2 separate regions of the Mus musculus genome follow, and region 2 is linked to region 1. Evidence: chromatin contacts called from public HiChIP or PLAC-seq data. All regions are on one chromosome and are shown on one strand. Each heading gives the region's core, a stretch centred on a gene start, on an enhancer-like site or on the middle of the called end of the contact. The rest is flanking DNA. Distances are from core to core; before and after follow the strand shown. Region 1 holds the start of Aqp3 (aquaporin 3). Region 2 overlaps Ube2r2 (ubiquitin-conjugating enzyme E2R 2).

Region 1 (4,741 bases), core at 901-3,400:
AACCAGTGCTATGCTGAGCCAGGCCTGATCCCTGCACTCTCGAGGCAGAGAGACCAGCCTGGTCTACAGAGTGAGTTCTAGAACAGCCAAGGACTAGGGCGAAGGAGACCCGGGGTCTCACAAACAAGTAAGTGCTACGCTGGCCAGCAGCAAGCTGTGCCTCATTAACTCTAATGGGTCCAAGCCTGGGTGCTGGGTTGTTAAGCACTGATTATTATCACTCGGGAAGATGAGGCAGGGAGGCCAGTGGCAGCGATGTAGGTCAAAGGTGTTCCGGCAGGTGAGAGCAAAGGTCAGAGATTGTAAGAGCAAGGGGTGGAGGCATGTGGCCGTCCCGGGCACTATGTCCAGTCAGACCCTGGCCTGAGCTCTTTGCCTGAGGCCCAGACTTGGCTCCGTGCCAAGGGGCCTCCGGAGGAGGAGGCTGTCAAAGCCAGTTCCACCACCTTGGGGCTAATCTTTCCTCTTCCTTATCCTGCACTTTCACCCAGCTGCAGGTTCTTAGCCAGCCCCTCACCCCATATACCACCCAACTATATACCTCAGAAAAAAGGGGGCTTTCCTCACCCCAAAGTCAACCTGGATCCTGACACAGAGGTCTCAAGTCCCCAACACAGGGACACGAGCAGGCCCTCAGTCATCAGGGGATCCACTAGGCTTGCTCTCCCCTCTCCTCAAGCTTTTCCCTGACACCTGATCTCTCGCATCTACCTGAGCCTGAAAGCCTTCACCACAAATCCAGAACCCTCTTTTTGTGGTCTAGGCTAAGCCAAGTGATCCTGGGACTCAGTGGGGGGACTGACTGTTCTTTTACAGAGGAATAGGCTCTGAGAACTGGGACGGGATGAGGGGGCCCCATTTTGAAACTGTAAGACACCCTCCCTTGTCCTCTTGCTGCTCTCAACCGAACAGGTGGCCAGACTCACAAATCAAGATAGGAAACAGGGAACCACCGAGGCAGGAGGGAGTGGGGACAACTGATAGGCCACTAGTCTATGAAGTCAGAGGCACATTTGGGCCCCCTTTCTCCATGTGTAGCCTGCCCCACCATGTTCCCTCGCCAGTTGACTGATCTGCACTACCCAAGACTGAGGCTGTTGCTGGAACTCAAGTAACCCACCCCACTGCAAAAAGGGACACCGGAATTGAGAAGAGACTCAGAAAAACAAGTCAGTGGCTGAAAATCAGAGTAACTGGGACAGGAAATGAAAGCCATAGTGTCTGTCTGATCAAGAAGTGCGCCAAGTTAACCAGAACTCGGGGCAAAACTGCAGAAGCCTGAGATCTGGGGGTTCACCAGGGGCCATTGAGAGGAGAGGCAGAGGGGGGATCAAAAGGCCAGCAAAGACGCTGGAAGCATCTGGGTCGCAGGATCCGAAGGACTCCTACAGCGTGTGCACAACACATTTAGACGCGCCCACTGTTCTGTTAGGCTCTGTTTCCTTCCACAATCTCCGTTCTTCCGATTTTGCTGCTTACAGCCCAAGAAATCTGCGCCCTCTGCCCCTACCTGCCGTAATCCGCCCTCACTTCACTGCAACTTTTGGACTTTCTGAGGCTTAATTATTCATTAGGGGCCAGACACCCAAGACCCAAATAACTTAATAGGGGTGTCCATTTGCCTTTCTCTGCTGTGTCCTGAGGTTGGAGCCCTGGGAAAGTTGGGAAGCCAGGAAACGTGTGGGAGGTCCCACACTAAGGGGTGACCCTCCGCAGCCTTGGTCTCTGTCTCCAGGGGGAAAGGCAAAATAGCAGAGCTGTTCTTGGGTAAGTAGCACTGTCACAAGTTGAGTTAGAACTGTCAAGACTGTTGAAGGCTTTGGAGGTCAGCTTGACCCTGAGGGTTAAGCCTCGGGAGCAGAGCTGGGGAACTGGTCGTGTCTGCCTGGAAAACTGTCCCTGGAGTGAATAAGGAGTTGGGGACCACGGGGCCTGAAATAGATAGGACTGCTCACTACCCTGCACTCACCACAAGGATGAGGGTCCCCAGGCACTCCGCCAGCGCCTGGCGAAGCAGCCGGTAGCGGATGTGAAGCATCTCCCCACAACGATTCATCAACTCCTTCTGTCGACCCATGGCGCGAGGCAGGCAGCGGCGAGGTCCGGCGGCGTACGAGTGCAAAGTAGCTAGCGCAAGGCACCGAGAGCGGTGGCCCGGAGCGCAGGTGGCGCCCTTTATACGCTCAGCCTGCTGAGCCCCACCCTCGGAACCCCGCGGGGGCGGAGTGCGGCCACCACCCCTCCACCTAGCCTGGAGGCGCTGGTGGGGACGCGGGGTGACAGTTGTAAGGAGGGTCCTGTGGAGCTTTAAGGGTGGGTTGGCTCTGCAGGATTCTTAGGGGAGTGAGTGTTGTACTGAGAGGACTGGGATACTGTGAAAACGGGAAGAGCAAGCGGTCTCCCGAGCGCCACCCCCCCCCACCCCCCTACCCCAACCCCCTTCACAGAGAGCCTTTGTGGGCATCGTCTCACGCTAGGAGTGAGGAACCAGCTTGCTGCGATGACTGGATAGAACAGGTCTTCAATCGGGCGGCTGATTTTTAAAGGAGGCTATAAACCTCTAGTGGGAAGAGACCTCAGAGTGACGACCCTGGTAGGCAGGTGTATGCAGAGTTCTAACCAGAATTCACCAGCGCTTCGTGTGCCCTGGGAACATGTCACATGTTGCATGTGTTGATTAGCATGGTATATGTCCTGTGACCTGGTCACACCGTCTGGACGCGCCACGTGCGGGCCGGGATACCTGGGCTTTCTCCTTGTGGACCTTCCCCCTTGGCTGAGCTGCTGTTGTCTTGACATGTCACATGCTACATCATGTGAATTCCAGCTGTTTTTAACTCCTCCTTTCCCACTCCCATCGATGTAAATCTACTCTTTTAAGTAATTAAGCTGGGGCCCCGGGAGTAGGCTCAACAGGAAGAGCGCTTGCCAGGGCAGACTGACAACCCGAATTCAATCCCTGAAACCCACCCGAAGAGAAAGAACCAACTCCACACGTTCATAGCAGTGCATGTGCCCACATGTATATCATCATTAATTTTTCTTTCTTTCTTTCTTCCTTCCTTTCTTTCTCTCACTTTCTTTCTCTCTCTCTCTCTCTTTCTTTCTTTCTTTCTTTCTTTCCTTCTTTCCTTCCTTCCTTCCTTCTTTCTTTCTTTCTTTCTTTCGTTCTTTCTTTCTTTTTTAGATAAGGCCTTACCTTGCAACCCTGGCTGGCCTGGAACGCACCATGTAGCCCCAGTCCTTAAACTAAGAGAGATCTACCTGTCTCTGCCTCCCAAGGGCCGGAATTTGAAAAAACGGGAGCCACCACATCTGGCATAATTATTTTTACTTTTTTTGTTTTGTTTTGTTTTGTTTTTTCATGACAGGGTTTCTCTGTGTAGCCCTAGCTGTCCTGGAACTCACTCTGTAGACCAGGCTAGCCTTGAACTCAGAAATTCGCCTGCCTCTGCCTCCCAAGTGCTGGGATTAAAGGCGTGCACCACCACGCCTGGCTTTTTTTTTTTTTTTTTTTTTAGAGAGAGATTAAACTCAACCAGGTTTCATGGCACATACCCATAATCCCAGCACTCACGAGCTAAGGTAGGAAAATTGTGGATTTGGAATTAGCCTAGGCTTCATAATAAGACCCTGTCTCAAAAAGAGAGAGTTCACCAGCTACTTGGGAGGGTGACAGGAAGCTTACAAATTCAAGCTCCACAGGACCCTCCTTACAACTGTCACCCGTCTTCCCCACCAGCGCCTCCAGGCTAGGCAGAGGGGTAGTGGCTGCACTCGGCCCCCGACGGGTTCTGAGGGTGGGACTCAGCAGTTATCTTACTGGGTGAGTTCAAGGCTAGCCTGGGCAACTTACTAACTGCCTGTCTCAAAAAAAGAAAAGAAGAGAAGAGAAGAGAAGAGAAGAGAAGAGAAGAGAAGAGAAAGCTGGAGAGGTGGCTCGGTGGTTTATAGTGAACTGTTCTTATAGATGACCCAAGCTCAGTTCCCAGCATCCACACAGGCATCATCACCATCAGATCCAGGAGACCCTACACCTCCGGTCTCTGTGGGTAAGTGTGGCCCAAGTGTGCAAACCCACATACAGACACATAATTAAAAAGAATAAAAATAACTATTTTTTAAATGGCTGAAAGGGGTATGTTGGTGAAAACATTTAATCCCAGCTGTTTGTGGATCTGTGAGTTTCAGGACAGCCTGGTCTACGTAGTGAAATTCCAGGACATCCAGAGCTACAGAGTGAGACTCCTCTCTTTTCAGTTCCTATCCTGCACAAAAAAGACTGTGTCTCAAAGTCTAAAATATGGAGAGAAATTACATCAAACTGTAAAAATGTCTGATCCATCAGAGGAACACCATAGGCACCATTGCTCTCAGTACTGCCTGCCTGCATCCCTCCCTCCCTCCCTCCCTCCCTCCCTCCCTCCCTCCCTCCCTTCTTTTTCTCTTTCTGCTCAGGCCTGGGGCATGGCATCCTAAGCATGTACTCTACCATTGAGTGCCATCCCTTCCCAGTGCTGCATTCATTCATTCATTCATTCATTTTGGTTTTTTGTTTGTTTATTTGTTTCGTTGGTTGATTTGGTTGATTTTTGTTTGTTTGTTTTTGAGACAAAGTCACACAAACTGGCCCAAATTGGCCTTCAACTCACTATGTAGCCCAGGCTGGCCTCCAGTTCTTGACAACCTTTTACCTAAACCTCTCAAGTGATGGGATTACAGGCATGAACCATCACACACA
Region 2 (4,357 bases), core at 839-3,338, 67 kb after region 1:
AGCTATAAAGATTCCTATCAATTAAGATTATGGCTACACAATGCTTTGTTCAAGGATAAAATTTAGTAATCCATCCCATCTATTTCCTCCCAAAATTATGACCATTTCCAAATTATCTCTTAAAATGACAGACTGTCTATAATTTGTAAAATAAACAGACACCCAAGCCCAGGGAATTGGGTTGGCGACTCTCCATAGCTTCTTCCTGCTGAATAGGGGTGAAAAGAAATTCTCTATGGGCTGGTGAGATGGCTCAGTGGGTAAAAGCACCCGACTGCTCTTCCGAAGGTCATGAGTTCAAATCCCAGCAACCACATGGTGGCTCACAACCATCCATAACGAGATCTGACTCCTTCTTCTGGAGTGTCTGAAAACAGCTACAGTGTACTTACATATAATAAATGAATAAATCTTTAAAAAAAAAAAGATTTTCAGATGTCACTGTTTAAAAAAAAAAAATTCTCTAGAGGGGTGGGGAGGGGAGGGAAATTAGAAAAACTGGATAGACTTAAAGTTACCTTTCGCATCTGTTATCCAGTCTCTGCATGTTTGGAAGGCTCGGTCGGAGCTTGACTGGAGTTCTGACTGGGTCTGTGTGAAAGGTTGGATGAGGTGAGATGGCCTAGAATCAGCAGCAAGTCCCAGAGCTGTTTTGTGTAGCAACCAGGAGCAGGGGCAGGCAGGTCAGCTCAGTACCTTAGGACAAACCTCAGCAAAGCTGGGCATTCTGTAATATTGGAACCTCACAACCAAAACTTTAGGACCATTAAGGTTTTCTCATGCAATGTGCAGGGTGCACACATCAGTTAAGGATGAAGTTTTGTTCTTTGATTGAGCAGGTGGTAGACAGCTGTCTTTTTTATGAGTTAATTTTATCAATAACCAATTATAAGTGTTCATTCATGCCCTGTGAAGGGTAGCACGATGACCCTTTACCTGTCCTGTTTGTTTCTCTTGAATTTTTCTAGTTCTTGAGGGGGTCTCCCCGTCATATCTGATCCATATCACTCTGGAGTCCGAAGCCTCTTCTCCTTTCCTGTCAACACAAAAGCAGAGACTTTCTTCCAGACTAACAAGTCCTTGGTCCAGTAACTGGAAATCTTTAACTGTTTAGCTTGACCTCTCTCCCAGAGGGATTTTAGTATAACTACTAAACTCAAAACCATACTCATTTTGATAAATAAAACAGTTCAAAGTAGATAAAAGCAATCTAAACAAATATTAAACGAGTCAGTGTTTTTGCTGTCTCGTGTCTTCATGAGATCAAGGCCTAAATTATTTAATATTCCTGTCCACTTACTGTATGGGCCTATTTCCAGGCTCTCTCTATATAATTCTCAAGGCCTAAATTTCTACTGTCTTAAGATAGGCTAAGCAACCTATTCTCTGCCTTTGATATAATTTTTTTTTTTTTCCGAGACAGGGTTTCTCTGTGTAGCCCTGGCTGTCCTGGAACTCACTCTGTAGACCAAGCTGGCCTCAAACTCAGAAATTCTCCTGCCTCTGCCTCCCAAGTGCTGGGATTAAAGGCGTGCGCCACCACGCCCAGATGATCTAATTTTTTAAGATCAATATGCCTCAATGAAAAACAATTGAGGCATACATTTCTCTGTAATTAACTTTAAATTTCCTTCTGCTTACTGTATGCACCTATTTCCAGGCTCTATTTATATCATACCTGGCAAAAGCAATCAATAGAAATCTTGTGTCAGCCACATTCAAAGATCCCTAGAAGTTGTCTTGGCAAGACTTTTACACATCTTTAAAGCATTTATTCACTCATTCTCTCTACCTCCGCTGTTCTGTGGAGCTTAATATTTGCTGCATCTACTATCTGGCTTTCTGCCTCAAATCTTAAGCTCTTTGTATCAGTTCTGAACCGCAGGAAGAAATTCCCACGTGGCTTGGGCAAAATCTGTATTCCCTTCTATCTTTTAAGACAAGTAAATCAAATGTTAAAAGTCTATCCTTTGATTACCTGCTTGTAAGAAGCAGGCTGCTCTTTTTGTTTGTCTCTCACTGCCTTCTTCCTGGTCACAGCCTGACTGCACAGCAGGAGTTCCCAGCCTCTCCCCTTCAGCTCTCTCTGGCTGTGGCTGTATTCCTTTGTTCCAGTTTTCCTAGCTGGAGCCATAACTGGGCTCTGCTCTGTTGAGAAACCAGTTCTTCCCTCTTCCTAGACTTACATCATTTGAGTGTGGGTATACCATCCTAGACTAATAGTGGATTCTTGCCTTCCTCATTGTGTGCCATCTGTTCCATGTATCTTTTACTACTCGGCTTTAAGCTCTGAGTGGACTGACTACTCTACCAGCCCCACCAAGGTTCCCTTGGATCTGTGGATAAAACACACACACACACACACACACACACACACACACACACACACTCACAAACTTATTTTCAGCCTGCATTATTGGCTCAATTGCTAGGTGCTTCTGATCTCCCACAGCTAGCTTGCCCTTCCCAATTTTCTTAGCTCAGCATCCTAAATCTGTTCTCAACTTTTCACTCCACCCTAGATCTCACATGGCTGTGGCCTTTTCTCCCTCTGAAACATTGCAAAAGCTCTCTTCCTCCTCCTGAGTGTCTTAGCTTGCCTGTGGTTCCTGGAAGTCCCGTCTCTTTCTTTCTGCCCAGCAACTGGCTCCTGGCATCTTTACTGATCTATGGAGAACCAATTGGGGAACAGGACCTTAGCATCAGAACCACCCCCTACATTTTTGTTTGTTTTACAGTGCTAGAAACTGCACCCAGGATTTTGCAGCAAGTGCTTAGTCTATCATTGTTTCACAGCCAGAGCCCCCTTTGCGGGCCCCCAGATAAGATCCTCCCTGCAATAAGGATAGCTTTGAACTCAGAGTTCCCGACTCAGCTTCTGACAGCTCTGATTACAAGAATGCACCTATGTGAGTCTATTGCACGCATATTAAGCTGGCATAATTTTGTTTTATTTTATTTTATATATAACAGTATACAAGTATTAAGTCCAGAACATCATATTCTAGAATGATGGTTATATGATGGGTGGTATCTATGTTCCACCAGACTGGGATAAGTGGAGTTAAACAATTTATACAAAATGTGAGATATTTTTGTCTTGGAATTTCAGGAAATCCTTCCCATCTAAATCTGATCTGATCTTGGAGAGAGTTTGCTGCCACCTGGTGGCCATGGTCTACCTTATTATAAAAATGGTAATGGGGCAGATGTAGCTGGCTAAGACTTCTAGGCTTTGGCAGCATTTTTATGTGAGGTTTGTTGATGCCAGGTTCTTTGTCAAAATCCTGGAGGGTTGGTCCAGGAGAATACTGAGGACGCAAAAGGCCTTCTCTACCTCTTGCTTTCGAAGACAGATTTTGTTTCCAGGCCTTGACTTTGTGAGGACTGGAGTGAAGATGGGTAGATGTGTTAACTCTTCACTCAGTGATTTTTACTTTGTATTCAAGAGTTGGCAGGCTGGGGGCCTGGAGAGAGATAGCATAGTGGTTAAGAGTCCTTGGCTCTTGCCAAGGACCTGGGTTCAATTCCCCAGCACAACATGGAAGCTTATAACTGGTTATATGTAGCTCTAGTTCCAGAGGATCTGATGTCCTCTTTTGGCTTCACACTGGGCATCAGGCTTGCATTTGGTGTACATACATACCCATTCGAGACAAAAATGTTTATACACATTAAATAAGATAAAAAAGTTTTTAAATTTTACGTGGTGTCTGAGAATACAGTTTAGTGGTAGAGTACTTGCCCGACATGTATGTGGCTGTAGGGTCAGTCTCCAAAATCATGTCCAAAGTATTTCCTATGTTTCTTCAAATTAGCAAATGAAGGAGGGCCGGGCGTGGTGGCGCGAGCCTTTAATCCCAGCACTCAGGAGGCAGAGCCAGGTGGATTTCTGAGTTCGAGGCCAGCCTGGTCTACAAAGTGAGTTCCAGGACAGCCAGGGCTATACAGAGAAACCCTGTCTTGAAAAAAACCAAAACAAAATTAAAAAAAAAAAAATGAAGGAGGGAGGGCGAGAGAAGAAGGAGAGGTGGGGGGGAGACACACACACACATACACACACACACACACACACACACACACTCTCACTGGGACTCTACCCCAGGGTTTCACATGTACCAAATGTTAAAACTTCAGACAGATTACAAGCCTGAAGACACATGCCTGTGCAGCTAAATATTTCAGTTTTAAAAATGCTGTCTTCCAAGTTGGTGATAGTTGCAAACACTTGTGATCTGTCTATGGCTTGAGAATTCTGATGTGGGAGTGAGAGGATCAAGAGTTCAAGACCAGCCATGACTCCATAGCAAATCAGGGAATTAAAGACTAAGACAATCAGTAAATAAAATAATGGCTC

The links. HiChIP or PLAC-seq counts read pairs in DNA pulled down with a chosen protein or histone mark.
Region 2: a contact with region 1 is called in an H3K27ac HiChIP or PLAC-seq map of embryonic stem cells, with 12 read pairs. The contact joins the enhancer-like site here to the promoter of Aqp3 in region 1. A contact is called at or near these places in 8 of 39 promoter capture datasets (the HPC-7 cell line, cranial neural crest, embryonic stem cells and 5 more), 1 of 484 Hi-C or Micro-C datasets (erythroblasts), 2 of 115 datasets of contacts at active chromatin or transcription factors (both in embryonic stem cells) and 3 of 9 other capture datasets (adipose tissue, liver and pancreatic islet).

What each region holds. Positions count from the first base shown.
Region 1 is chr4:41,096,033-41,100,773 of GRCm38.p6, forward strand. It overlaps Aqp3 (aquaporin 3), which reads right to left and starts at 2,151. Exons shown (of 6, transcript NM_016689.2): 1 at 1,970-2,151. The coding sequence starts at 2,077.
Region 2 is chr4:41,163,088-41,167,444 of GRCm38.p6, forward strand. The region is part of intron 1 of Ube2r2 (ubiquitin-conjugating enzyme E2R 2); the gene reads left to right. Among named protein-coding and RNA genes, the nearest start is that of Ube2r2, 29 kb to the left of the region's middle. Within about 2 kb of position 2,089, at least 50 of the 459 cell types and tissues checked have an H3K27ac peak or open chromatin away from gene starts, as enhancers often do. A contact at or near this core is called in adipose tissue and embryonic stem cells, where this site is marked.